Linked DNA regions of Hordeum vulgare: region 2 is linked to region 1. A link is a contact called in public Hi-C data. All regions are on one chromosome and are shown on one strand. The core of a region is the stretch at or near the end of the contact, and the rest is flanking DNA. Distances in the headings are between cores, read along the strand shown.

The links. Hi-C and Micro-C count contacts between places; a contact is called where the count stands out from the background.
Region 2: a Hi-C map of leaf shows a contact between it and region 1, with 3 times the contacts expected there. The contact joins the promoter of LOC123407296 here to the promoter of LOC123410858 in region 1. A contact is called at or near these places in 3 of 6 Hi-C or Micro-C datasets (leaf and seedling) and 1 of 1 datasets of contacts at active chromatin or transcription factors (embryo).

Annotation. Positions count from the first base shown.
Region 1 is chr7H:429,142,433-429,149,487 of MorexV3_pseudomolecules_assembly, reverse strand. It overlaps LOC123410858 (molybdate-anion transporter), which reads right to left and starts at 3,060. Exons shown (of 9, transcript XM_045103793.1): 1 at 2,719-3,060; 2 at 2,494-2,638; 3 at 1,487-1,655; 4 at 1,137-1,398; 5 at 448-536; 6 at 169-351; 7 at 1-75. The coding sequence starts at 2,935.
Region 2 is chr7H:429,341,806-429,348,860 of MorexV3_pseudomolecules_assembly, reverse strand. LOC123407296 (acyl transferase 4-like) reads right to left here and starts at 4,346. Exons shown (of 2, transcript XM_045100401.1): 1 at 2,977-4,346. The coding sequence starts at 4,121. LOC123407297 (a long non-coding RNA gene) reads left to right here. Exons shown (of 4, transcript XR_006612581.1): 4 at 92-998.

The DNA of each region.
Region 1 (7,055 bases), core at 1,811-4,310:
TCTGGCCAGCGAAGGTAAAATAAAGCCCACGGACGCATGGAAGATGCAGAACAGTATCACTAGCGTTCCAATCTCCTGCCGAAAGAAACAAGACTCTTTAGACTCACGACACAAACTTAAAACTGTATATTACGTTGGCTTGCAGATATACATGGCATTACGGTGTACCTGGTAATCATAAGCCACAATTGACAAAGCAAGCCCAGCGGCAATGTATGCTGTTGTCAAGCTATCCTCGTTCGGGAAAGGAGCCATGGCTCCATAAAACCATGGAAAAGCAGCACTTCCAAGCATTCTCGAGACCAGGAAACATGGGTAGATTAGTGACAGAGGAGCATCCCTTCCGTCAGCCTGTTACATTAACAGGTCTGTGAGTTTTTCCATATTCAATCAAAACCCCAATCAAACAGAACAACTAGCAGAAATAACTAAGGCACAAACTTATACCACTATCATTGGTGCCCAGAGGAACCAAAAGGCTGATACAGAGAACTGGACACTTGCTTGAGCTAAGACCAGAATCAGCACTCTTTTGTCTGAAACAAGCAGGAAATTCTTGTGAGAGATGAAAGTGAAATGTGCAGGCACCCAAGAAGCTTGACTAGATGATAAGAGGTGTTAACAGAAGTAGTTTCCGATTCATTAGTTCACAATTGGCTGTAGACTCTGAAGAATAACATAAGTTCCATTTTTTTTCATAATTCACAAATGCTTTCTTATTCAACTACCACAGCTCCTAATTAAAGCATAGTCCAAGAAACCAAGATAGTACTCCCTCCGTTCTTAAATATAGGTCTTTTAGAGATTTCACTAAATGACTACATACGGAGCAAAATGAATGAATCTACATTTTAAAATGTGTCTATATACATACGTATATTGTCTTCTAATGAAACCTCTTAAAACACTTATATTTAGGAACGGAGGGAGTATCATATTGTTCAGGATAACAATACAGAAATCTCAATAGCCTAAAACTCAAAGCCACGAGACAATGACAAGCCATTTTACAGCTCTATCTACCTAATCCTTTAGTTATTCGAGGACATTACCTTGCTAACAGTATTAAAGATTCATTAACAGAAACGCTACAGAAAGCATGGCAAAATAAACAGGATGGTATACTCACCACTCACCTCTGAGGACATGAGCACAAAATGATTTTTTGTAGCTTCCAATGACAGATGCATGATGGGCGGTACTGATACTTGGTGCTTTTCTGATATACAAGATTCCTATTACTGACACTAAGGCTGCAAATGTATACGGAAGCAAGATTCCTTTGTTATCATCATCAAGCAATAAGTTTGTGATTCCTTGACTTCCAACAAGGGAAATTGATTCAAAGAATGTCATCAGCCAAAAGGTATCAAACAGCGAATCTTGCTTCTGGCCTTGCTGAAAAATCATGATAAAATGATTAAAACTGGGACACCGTTGATGAAGGCAGCAATGGCAACAGAAGATGTTTAAGAAAATACAAAACCTTCTCATGCTCCAGCACAATCCATGTCTCAAAACAAAAGGAGAACATTGAGGATGCAAGAGCCAGAATGAAATTGTTGATCCATGCACAACGAAGCCCACTGAAACTCTTCAAGGCACCCACTGCAAGCTGAAGCATCCAGTAAAATATGCAAGCATTCTGCGGTCCTCTATGAATTTTAGTAAACAAAATGTTGATTAGAACAGTAAAAGCAGATTCTCGTTTAACACAATATCAATAGGCAGAGAGAAGAATCAAGTTAACTGATGAACCTGAAATCCATGGGATGCACAACAGAAAATCATAACATATTATGAAACAAAAGTAACACAGACCAGCTGATGGAACAGAAACCTACGCAGAGGCACAATATACAAACAATTACTTATACCGCTTTAAAGAAACACCTAATTATACCACGCTATAAATGTCCTTGGTAATATGACTATGACCTACTCTCTGTATTATCAAAATTCTTACATGACACTTTATTTAAGTTTTTGAACTTTGTATACCATTGTACAGATCATATTTGTTGGAAGAACATCTTAAAGGAAAATGGATGAGTAACAAACATAGTGCTAAAGGAGCTCGTGTATTTATAAACAGGTTACTCATACAGTTGTTCTATATCTCATTCCAAAGGCTTTTGTGAGGTGGGACATAACGTAAATGAAGAGACATAACTTTAATGAGGACCCTCGATCAATAGAAACATAACTCAAATATGGAATCAGTAAGTATAATATTTCTAGAGTGTCACACTGTAACTAACATTTCAGAGGGGGTGCATGCAAACAATGAAACAGAGTTCTATAAATATGCACCTACCAAGATAGAAACTGGTTGTCAGGATTACGTTCTAGTATTTAAACATTGGCATCTGGTTGAGATTGTTCTGAGTTGGAACCCTATATAACTCAAATATGCAGGCTATGAACATTGAACAATTCACAGAAAATGGTTCGCCATTCAATGTAAACCAATGATCCAAATGGAGAGCTCACAGTTTGTCAGAGACAACGCCAGACGCACCGCCAAGAAAGAGCGCGGCCGCCGTTGCCGCCGAAAGGCGCACGGCCATCTGCTCCCTGCCGAACCCGCACCGCACGAACTCATCCTCCCCGAACACCGATTGGATCCCCTCCGCCACTACACAGCAACAGAAAACATCATTAGAGACCCCCCTCGTCAACTCTACAAAATGCAGGGGGGGCATGGGTGGTGCTTACCGGATGCAAGGCAGAAGAGGAGGAGGAAGGCGCGGCGGAAGCGGAGGAAGGGGGTGGTGCCCACGTCAAAGGGGGAGGGCGAAGAAGGGGTGACTACGGCGGCGTGTGGCCGGGAGAAGTGGGGGAGGAGGAGGACGGCGGCGAGTGATGCGGCGGAGAGGAGCGGGTAAGCGAGGGGGGTGAGCTCCCACTCCTCCGTCTCAATCACCATCCCCATCAGCGGGATCGATCGGCGGGGGAGCCGGTAGGGCTCCGCCTGGCCGCGCACGGTCCGCGGCTGGGAGGGATCCGGAAGCGGTGGCGCCGGCGACACGGACGGGGTCGAGCAAGAGGAATGGGGCGGTCGCGGAGTCGGCTGTATGGGCCGATCTGGATAACAACTGGGCTCTTTGCGGTAATTATATTTGGGCTTTGGACGCGGATATTTCCAATGCACCCGAATTTTCCTTAAAAAAAAGGTAATGCACCCGAATTATTATTATTTTCGCAAAATTAGTCAAAAAATTTGAAAATTCCTGGAAACAAGAATAGTATTCCCTCCATCCCAAAACAAGTGTCTCAAACTTAATATAATTTTTTACTAGAGCTAGTATAAAGTATAAAGTTCAGACATTTATGTTGAAATGGAGGGAGTATAGATTTATATTCGTGTGAAATGTTTTGTGAAGGAATGAATTTTATGGTATTTTTTTCAAACACAGTACAGACGTAAGTGTTCATATATACGTACATACAATCACCCTTATGAACACACACGCACACCTTATTTCTATGTACACCTTTAAGAGACTGATTCGGCATATCATCTTGAGATTTACAAAATCACGGTTAGGTGCTATGTCATCGACGAAAACGTCTCCTCCCACTGAATGCGCATCGTCAGAAATCCTGAAATAATTTTAGAAATAATGCGAGCACTAGGACTTAAACCCTGGTAGGGTGGAATTATCATTGTCACTCTAATCATCCAACCACAGGTTGGTTCACAATTCCATGATATTCTTGACAACACAAAATGAAATCGACAATATTTAAACATTCTTCTCACACTCTTTTTTTACATGTTTTGTCTTTTTGTCCTAGAGTCCACGTAAGTCACTCCTTCGAGGAACTTTTTACAGGAATATAACACTATATTATTCCTGTTTTCAAAAGTTTCAGAAATAACTTATTTTGCAATTTCGAAATTATTATTTTCAAATCAGGTGCAAATGAGACCCAAGATCGATTGGGTATTTCCTCTTCTGGACGCTTCTCTTTGTGTTATAATATTTTCCTTTTCTGGGACCCTAATTTGTAATACAACATAGAGTACTATTGTTCTCTAACTAATCCATGATAAATTGTTGGCAATTTCTTTTTGTAGGGGGGGGGGGGGGGGGGGGGGGGGGGGATTATGTAGAATTCAGTTTAATCTGTAGTCCCTCCATTACTATTATATAAGATGTTTTTGATATTTTAAAGCAGGCTACATACATATTGAAATGAGTGAACAAACAACTAAAATGCATCCAGTTTTAGAAAAAAAGTTAGCACATGTTATAATAGTGAACGAAGGCGGTACTAGTTAAAGTATAAAGTATATTTGTTATATTTTGAGTTTTGGTGAACGAGGTTGAACATCAATGTGATTTGACAAGGTACCACTAGCCAAGACATCTCAAATTTGGAAGTCAACACATAGTTTAAAAAATTACAGCCTACTTGATTTGTGTATTTCACTTCAAAGGAGCCTGTTAATGATTCCTTTTAAATGCAATAAAAATATAAGGCATTTTAATTAACTTATATTTTGTTAAACGGCCTTGTTTATCAAGTACACAACTTGAAAAGGTCAATATAGTTCACCAAAATTCAGCATGAGTAGCTAGCGGCTAAAAACACACAAGAAAACTCAACATTTTAATAGATGTATATATCCAACTTTATTTACCCAAGATGAAGTGCAACCTTTAGCTTCAAGAGCCAAAAATATATCGTACACCAGTAGTGGCGAAGCTCGACATAAATTTCTGGGAGGCAAAACACAAATTTTGGATGTTGGGAGGGGTCAAAAGCTATATTCGGAACTCAATACATGGCTTCTAGACACAAAATTTTGTTTTTGGCCATGCATCGTGTTGAGATTAGTTAATTACTAATTAATCATGTAATTAGAAGAATCTCCCCTTGCCCAAACCGTCGCACGGTTCTCTCCCGCGATGGACGCCGCTCTCACTCTCATGCCTGTTGTAACCGACGTCAGTTCGGATTGTCGCATCTCTCAAACTGTCCCGTCTCTCCAGACGATAGAAATTGTGACGATATAAATTGTATCATCATCTATTGATCAATGCAGAGAATCATTTGTCCTCAAACACGTTATCACGCACGCTAGTCTTGACCGAGAGCAGAAGAAGAGAAAGAAAGAGAGATCGCTGGTGAGATGTCTGGCCTCGTCTCCTTTTTCCTCCGCCTGATCCATCCGGACGGTCGCCGTTTGAAAGGACGTGGATGTCGCCTAGAGAGGGGGTGAATAGGTGTTTTAAAATAATTACGGTTTAGGCTTGAACAAATGCGGAATAAAACTAACGGTTAATTTGTCAAGCACAAAACCTAAAACAACTAGGCTCACCTATGTACACCAACAACTTATGCTAAGCAAGATTAAACAACTAAGTGATAGCAAGATGTATGACAAGAAACAATATGGCTATCACAAAGTAAAGTGCATAAGTAAAGGGTTCGGGTAAGAGATAACCGAGACACGCAGAGACGACGATGTATCCCGAAGTTCACACCCTTGCGGATGCTAATCTCCGTTTGAAGCGGTGTGGAGGCACAATGCTCCCCAAGATTCTACTAAGGCCACGGTAATCTCCTCACGCCCTCGCACAATGTAAGATGCCATGATTCCACTAAGGGACCCTTGAGGGCGGTCACCGAACCCATACAAACAAGGTTGGGGCAATCTCCGCAACTTAATTGGAGGCTCCCAACAACACCACGAAGCTTTACCACAATGGCATATGGCTTCGAGGTGACCACAAATGCTCGGGGCAATCTCCACAACTTAATTGGAGACCCCCGACGCTCACCTGGAGCTTTACACCACAATGATTGAGCTCCGAGGCACCACCAAGCTTCTAGGGGTACCAAGTACCCAAGGGTAATAAGCTTCCCAACTTCTCACTTCCACGTATCACCGTGGAGAACTCAAACTGATGCACCAAATGCAATGGCAAGGGCACATAGAGTGCCCAAGTCCTCTCCCAAATCCCACCAAAGCAACTAATGCTAGGGAGGAAAATGAGAGGAAGAACGAAGAACACGAAGAACTCCAAGATCTAGAACCAAGGGGTTCCCCTCACTTAGAGGATAAAGTGATTGATGGAAATGTGGATCCAGATCTCCTCTCTCTTTTCCCTCAAGAACTAGCAAGAATCATTGGAGGGATTGAGAGTTAGCAAGCTCGAAGAAGGTCAACAATGGGGGGAAAACTCGAGCTTAACGGATAAGGTTCAATGGGGAAGAAGACCCCCTTTTATAGGTGGGGAAAAATCCAACCGTTATGCTTCACAGCCCGCACAGAGCGATACTACCGCTCATGGGAGCGGTACTACCACTCGGTAGGTTCACCAGCCATGCTGAGGCAAAAGGATGCGCAAATAAAGTCCGACGGAGTGGTACTACCGCTCGGTAGGTTAACCAACCATGCTAAGGCAAAAAGGATGCGCAAATAAAGTCCGACGGAGCTGTACTACCGCTCGGCACAAGCGGTACTACCGCTCGCCACAGAAACTGCCTTAACTTTCGCATACGGACTCCAAATTCAACGAAACCAAGTTTGTTAGAAAGCTAACGACATGGTCTGACACAATATTGATAGAAGTATCAATAAGAAGCAAGTGAGAAAAGGCCCATAAGAAAATGGTGAGAACCCTTCCTCGAATAAGACCGGTAAAAACTCCCAACATCGAAAACATCATAGAAGATGCATATGGACTCCGTTTTCATTGAACTCGAGCTTGTCATGAAGATGACCATAAGCTCTAAAACTAACAAAGAGAAACACCAAACAAGAACCAATAAGTATGATGCAATGATGCAAATGGTTTGAGCTCTTAACGAATGATGCGATCAAGCTACTCACTTAAGAGCCCCCCTTGACAGTACGTCAATCTATCCTAAGACAGAAAACCCATCAAGGGCAAACCTATACCTTGCACCTTGTCCTCTTGAGCTAGACGACGATGATCTTGGCTTCCTCAAGATGGACCACCTTTCTTGATTGTGTTGGCTTGATGAAGGCTAGTTGATTGCTCCCTCATACACACTATGGGTGAGCCGCTCTTCAG
Region 2 (7,055 bases), core at 3,097-5,596, 200 kb before region 1:
CTAGTTTCTAGTTGCTAGTTGAATGCTTGTGCTGGTATTGAACATGGACAACAATTGATGAATGCTTGCTGCTTGTACTCCTTGTTGTTAGGTACCATGGCATGGGAGGACGAGGACCAATCGCACTTGATAAAAGAGACACCAAATAGGACAATATTCTCTATTGTGATATCTTTCTCATTAACTTTTGTCTTGACACTATATTATATGTCATATTATTATTTTATTATATATATATACGCGTTGTATCCCCGTATGGCTGTTTTGGAAAATGTTGTATCCTTTGCCCCCGTATGTGTATCCCGGTCTTTCTGTCCTCGTCTGCGTGCTTTTTAGATTCTGAAAACTATATTATTTGCATTGCTAACATATACTGGTATATATTTCGGATCACACGCTACTTATTTACATCATAAAATAATTTGGCATGTTTATGTTTTATACGCTCGCATATGTGCCAGCTTACATCCATATTTGTTATGCCTTATGCAGAAACTACTGGATACTTTACATTAAGCTAGACCAAGTATGTCCCTTATTGCTTCAAACATTAGTTCTTCTCCTGTTGTTATTTGTTATTATACCTGGCAATAGAGCTTCATTGGTTTCTTCAAAGGTGACATGCCATGATATATTTTTTACTCTATAGAGTGTGTACAGTTCTTCCCTCTTTTATGACTATTTGGTGCTTTTATCCAACAAGGCAGTAAATTATTTTGCAGAGAACAATGGCAGAAAATAGCATGGTTGACACCTTTTGTTGATACGGAAGTTGATGTTGGCATGGCGATTGAAAACTTGGTTTGTTTCATAATATTTTGTAGTAGTCAAGTGATCAAACATTTGTTCTCTTAGGATCTTACCATCAAATTGTGCAACTTGTCTTATATATCAACTTATGTATTTCCTCGATGGTTGTAGCTAACTTGAGCAAAGAAAACAAATGAATTTGTATATATGTTGAATGAATGTATGGATGAATGACATCTTGTGAAGAATAGAAGAGTGCAATAGTTTGTATATGCACTGTGTAGTGAACATGAATTAAACATTATGAATGCGATTTAATGTTAAAATATATTTTATTTGCAATTGTACTGAAATGTAGAACCCTGGCAACAAATGTGTTGGTAGAAGTATTGGTCGTCGCACTTTTTGTCGGCACATGTTGTATCACATAAACTGTCGACGTAAATATGGTGTCATAGAATCTGTCGGCCTTGGACAGTGTCAGATCAACCGTCGGTATAGAGTTGTCTGTCGATATAGAAACGCCTGTCGCCATAGATCTCACCAACACCGTCATACTATCTGTCGGAGTAAGTTTGTCTGTCGGCAAAGACCTTTCCTGACAATACTATAGGGGACAGTTCTTTTCTGTCAACAAAGGTCTTTGCCGACACTAAATGTGTCGCCTTAGGTGACCTATAACGACACATTGTTTGACGTTAATTTGAGTGTCGTGGTGTCGTGATGCACTATTGATGTTCTTCAGCAATGTACTCATTTTGGTAATTCCTCATAAATTCAGGAAACCCCTTTATTTTGCACTCCCAACTTCGGAATTTGGTAATAATGGCTCGCCCCCGTTCGCTCTGCTCGCCCCCTGCGGGCGACGAGCGGACCCCGGCCTCCCCACTCCTACAGCTCCCCCTCCTCCTCCCCTCCCTTCGCCATCGTCAGATTGGTCCGTCGACCCCTTCCCGTGCGGCGCTGGCAGCGGCGGGCCGGCTTTTCCTCGCTCATGTGTTCGGGGAGTGGGGCCCTCTGACGGCGTTGGTGCTGCTCGGCCACGGTGGTGTGGCTTGGCAGCGGAGATCCCGGAGGCCATGGGCGCCCTTGACGCGGCGGCGCGGCCGTTGGTCGGGGCAACGCGGTGTGTGACTGGGCGGCGGAACCCGCTCGACTCGCATCTGGGCCCTTTTGGGCCCCATCTCGGCTGGCGCAGGCCGACGGTTTGGGTCGCGGCGACGCGACTCCCTGGTGGTGCGGCAAGGCAGTTGTGGCTGTGGTGGTGATGGCTCCCGCGGCCGGCTTGCTGCGGCTGATGGGACTGTCCGGACCCGTTGGGGTCCGTACGGGCCTATGTTGGCCTCGCAAGTCCCTATCGCTACGTCAGGTCGGCTCCGCGCGGCGGTGGAGGTTGTCCCCCCCGGTCGGCTGCGTTGTGGTTGCTTCGAGCCCGGTATCTCCTCGTCCTCCCTCCAGGTCTCGTGTTGGTGGCCTTAGTGACACGATGAAGTTGGTGTGGTGACCGTGGTGGCACAGACTGGTGGGGGCGGTGCACTTTCGTTTGTCCGGGGTGACGGTGGTGGTTTCGGGGCGGGAGGAATCCCAGGCGGCTCGCCCGCTACCAGCGCGGCTGCGTCCGTGGGCGTCGCCGAACCTTCCTTAGGGGTGTCGGTGATACACCTTCCTCACTGCCATCCGCGTACCGGGGAAACTCTACGACTTGTTCGGACGGCAGCGTCGTTGTCGCCGCTTTCCTTTCTGAAGGTGTTGCTTGGTACGCGAGGCTTCGGAGTGCTTGGCATGCGGTGGTACTTCTCCGGAGCGTACAACGGTTGTCGGCCGTCTTCGCTTTGTTGAGCTGTCGACGTCAGCATTTTTCTTTCTTCTGTTTCTTTCTTTTTTCCTTTAAATTTGTTTGTGTTCCGGCTTTAATGAGCTGATTGTATGGTTGGTTGTTGTTTTATAATATAAATCGGAGGGGGAAAATCGTCATTTTGCGCTCCCAAAGGACGCGTAAAACGTGGACATGGCCAAGAAATAGGAAGCATGCGTGCGTCGTGGAAATGGGAACCATCAATGCGTCGCATCTAGGCCAACTTGGCGAGCTCGACGGCGAACGCGGCGGCATGAAGCTCCTCGACGCAGCGGAGCACTACCCGGATGCCCCCACGCCTGGCCGCCGGCGGCCTGATATAGTTGAGCGACGCGACGAAGTTGACGTGGTCGTTGAGCGGGAACACGTACCCTGGCGCGCCGAAGCCGTAGTCCACCTCGTGGAAGCCGACGCGGCTCCAGTCTGACACCGTCACCGTGCTGTAGTCCAGGGGCACGTCGTAGTGATCGACGCCGCGCATCCAGCCAGCGAACCGCGCGGGGACCGCCTCCTTCGCCTCCCGTACCGCGCCGACGAGCTCCGCCAGTGACGCCTCCCGGACGGCCTTGCCCGCCCTAGTGACGCACGCCAGGTAAACGCAGTTGCCGTAGTAGCCCTCCACCGCCGGCAGCACGCCGCGAAGCAGGTGCCGCGTGCCGGCGGCGAAGGCGATCCGAACATCAGAGTCGTCAGGGGGCGCGGACGCCAGTGCCAGCGCTCGGCACTTGAACACCACGGCCGTCACCGCGTCAAAGGTGGAGCAAACCTCCCCCGTCGATGTCGCAGCAGCCTGGTTGAACTCGTCCTTGACGCGCGCGATGCTCTCCGCCGATATGTCGGCCACCTGGGCCACCAACCTGAACTCCGTGAGCTGAGGCGGCGGCGGGCTGGGAGGGTCCGGGACCGCGTCGCGGTGCCACACCGGAGTCACTGACGGCACCTGGAGCCCCCGCGCTAGCTCCCCCACCGCCGTGAGGAACTGCGCAGCGCCCTGGCCGTCGAACACCGCGTGGCTGAAGCTGATCCCGACGGCGAAACCACCGCAGGTGAACCTCGTCGCCTGGACCATGAGGATGAGGCCGTCGAGCTTCTGACCGGGGGCAGGGCGCGGGAGGAGGAGCTCCCCGGGGATGAGCAGCGGGCTGGAGTCGAGGCCGTCCACGTCGGCAAGCGTGCAGCTCGCGGCGGCATCCACGAACCAGACGCCCTCGCCGGTGCAGTTCACTGCAAGGCCACTCGGGGCGACGCGGCCGGCCACCGGGTAGTACGGTACAAGAGTCCTCGCGAGCCCGTCGCGCATAGCGACCAGGGCCGCCGCGGCGTCCTGGCTCTTGCGGGCGGTGGTGAACGAGGGAGGGGGGAAGACCTGGATGAGATTAACCAAGCCGGCGCCGCCGGCGGTCCTGTCAATGGAGGAGAGAGGGAGGGTGCCACCGGGGGTGGGCACCGCCGGCGCGATGAGCTCCGGCGGCGACCTGGCAATGGTGGGCGTGCTGGTCATACTGGAGTTGGACATATGGAACTCGATAGTGAGATAGTGCTGCAAAATGTGGTCGTTGGCGGCCGCGGTGAGGCAAGCGGGGACAGAGAAATTTGTCCGCTCGACGTCGCATCTTTGAATTTTCGGAAGAGTAACATTGTTTGGCTACTTGTCCATGGACTCAAGCGTTAATCCACATCTTTCCTGCCTGGTGACCTCTAATGGCGTCCCCTCCCCACAAGTGGAACGCAATGAAGCATCGCTTTGGATAAAGCCTGACGTTTCACAAGAATTTCAGCATCAGTCAGATGTCTTTGTTTTTCCTTCTTCCCTCGACGAAGACCACATCAGAATTCAGAGACGGTCATGACTATCTTTTGGTTAAAATTCAGAGGTTACTACGACTAGTACAACATAGTGCTACAACTCTACTCTTCCGGAGACACTTTTTTCCAGCAAGCAGTTAATTAGTCCGAGCAAAATCCTCTCCATCAATTAGTCTCGAAAAAGAAAAGAAACGAAGACAGAAACAACTCCGCATCCGCGCCAGCTTAGGTAATTACATGTGCACGGCGCCGGGGACGACGATGGCGAGCGCACGATTTGATATAACTGCTGCACTGGCTGGCTACAAGTAGGATGGCGCGACGCGGAGGGCCCTGGCGTCGGAGGGCAGGAGCACGAGGAGGAGGAGCACGGCCAGGATGGCGACGGGCACGAGCAGGAACAGCGGCGGCGGCGGCGGCAGCGGGGGCAGCAGCAGCGGCAGCACCAGCAGCGCCGCCGTCATCAGCGCCAGCACAACCGCCGCCTCGGCCCCGAAGTACCCTCCCCCGTCGCTCTTCCCGCCGTTCCCCGACGGCACCGGCGCGCGTCGTTGCTTGGCGGTCGCTGTCGGAGCCGGAAAGTACCCTCCGGCAACGTTCCTGACGCTGCTGCTGCCGTAAGAGGTGGAACCGGCGGCGTGGCCGACCATGGTAATGGTAGCGTCGCACCGGAGCAGGACGGCGTCTCGCATCTAAGTCCCAGCAATGCCGCTAGCTCGGAGATCCACCCGGCTGGGCGCGCCGGCGTACGACTTGGATGCGTGGATTGGAACGGAAGATGGCGAGGCGTTTGCTTTGGTGGGCAGGACTTGGAGGTTGGAGTGGTTGTTAGCTTTGCGGCGAGCCGGTGAGGTCAATATATACTCCGTCGCTCTCCTTGGATGGATACAGGAGAAGGGGGAAGAACCAGCGGTACGGAAGGATGGCCATGTGTCCACTTGGCCAGCGGTACAATCCACGTCGGTAAAAAGGAAAACTATTATTTGAAAGGAAAAAAGGAAATCTTAGCAATCATGGGTAGCCTTATCCAAACTCGACAACCGTTGTAGATACTCCTTCCGTTTCAGTTTATAAGTCTCTAGTTCATTAATTTGACCAACTTAAAAAGAGACATATATTACAAAAAAATATATCATTAGAAATTTTAGATGTTCTATTTTCTAATAATATAATTTTTATGTTAAATAATATATTTTATATAAGTCAAATTGACAACCTAGGTACACGTGCATGTCTTATAGTCTGTGACGGAGGGAGTACAATTGATCTGGATCATAAATCCAAAAAATTACAGATTACCTCAGTTGATTAAGAACTGCTCCCTCTAATTCCTAAATTTAAGCTAATTTCAATGTGAACTGTATAAGATTGTATATAGATATATTTTGAAATATACTCCCTCCGTTCTTAAATAAGTGTCTTAACTTAATACATCTTTGTACTAGAGTCAGTATAAAGTTGAGACACTTATTTTGAGACGAAGGGAGTAAATTCATTCATTTTATTCCGTACGTAGTTCGTATTAAAATTTCTATAAAAAATATATTTAAAAAGGAAAAAACTACAACAAAAATCTCGCACTGCAATCGGGTCGCTCATCTGAGAATATGGAACATGGTGAGCATTGAATGTAATCGGGATGGATGATCTCATAAAAGTAGAACAACAAAAACTTCACTAAAATACCAGAGAAGCAATCGAAGGCTCCAAACGATCATACCAACAAAAAGAAGCATCAGATGGTAGCACAAGCTTATCTTATCCACATTAACACATCTGCGAGGAAATAAATTCAAATTTCATAAGATCAAACCTATGATGACAAGACATATCTGGCTTAGTTGCTCTACTTGCTAAGATACCCTTCCAGCAAGAGAAGGATGTGAGGAACTTTATTTTCAACGGGTTTGCACTCTTCGCCTAAGAGTCGCCGACGAATACCCTAAATGTCATACATATATTCCTTTTTGTCGACTGTTGGTTTTGAAATAGCTAGCATATTAAGCTCAATAATACCGATATAGACTTTTGAGCATGCTTAGAAGGACTCAAGACCCCCTTCCCTCGTTGCACGTGACCGGAGACAAGGGAACACACGAGATCGCAACATATTCTCAGACCCTAATCGACGCATGTCTTCGACAAGAGAAAAAGTAAAATTGTTGATCGAGACTCGAGAAGAATTGTTATCGTATCGATATACTCCCTTCGTCTGAAAATAAGTGTCTTAACTTTGTAATAACTTTAATATAAAGTTATACTAAGTTTGAGGCACTTATTTTGAAACGGAGGGACTAGCTTACAACATGGTCAAATGAATGCATGATAAAGAAAATTCATTAGGGCTATTTCAAAAAATGCTGCAGGTACAAGAAAAATGCATGTTATTTTTCTTATGGAATGGATTGCAAGTGCCAACGGGTTTGCAGTCTCCTAAGTGAAATGAGATCAGCTGGCGTGGATCTTGGATCCAACGGCTAGAAAGGGATACTATTATTTCGGACAGCAGCGCCAAGGCAGGGAGACGCAGAGCGAGTGACCGAGCAGAGCGCGTCAGCGTGGCGCCACAACCAACGAGTGATCGACCGCGATCGGCCCGACCTAACCCAAGAGGACGAGGTAGGGCAGGGGTACTTGTCTACAC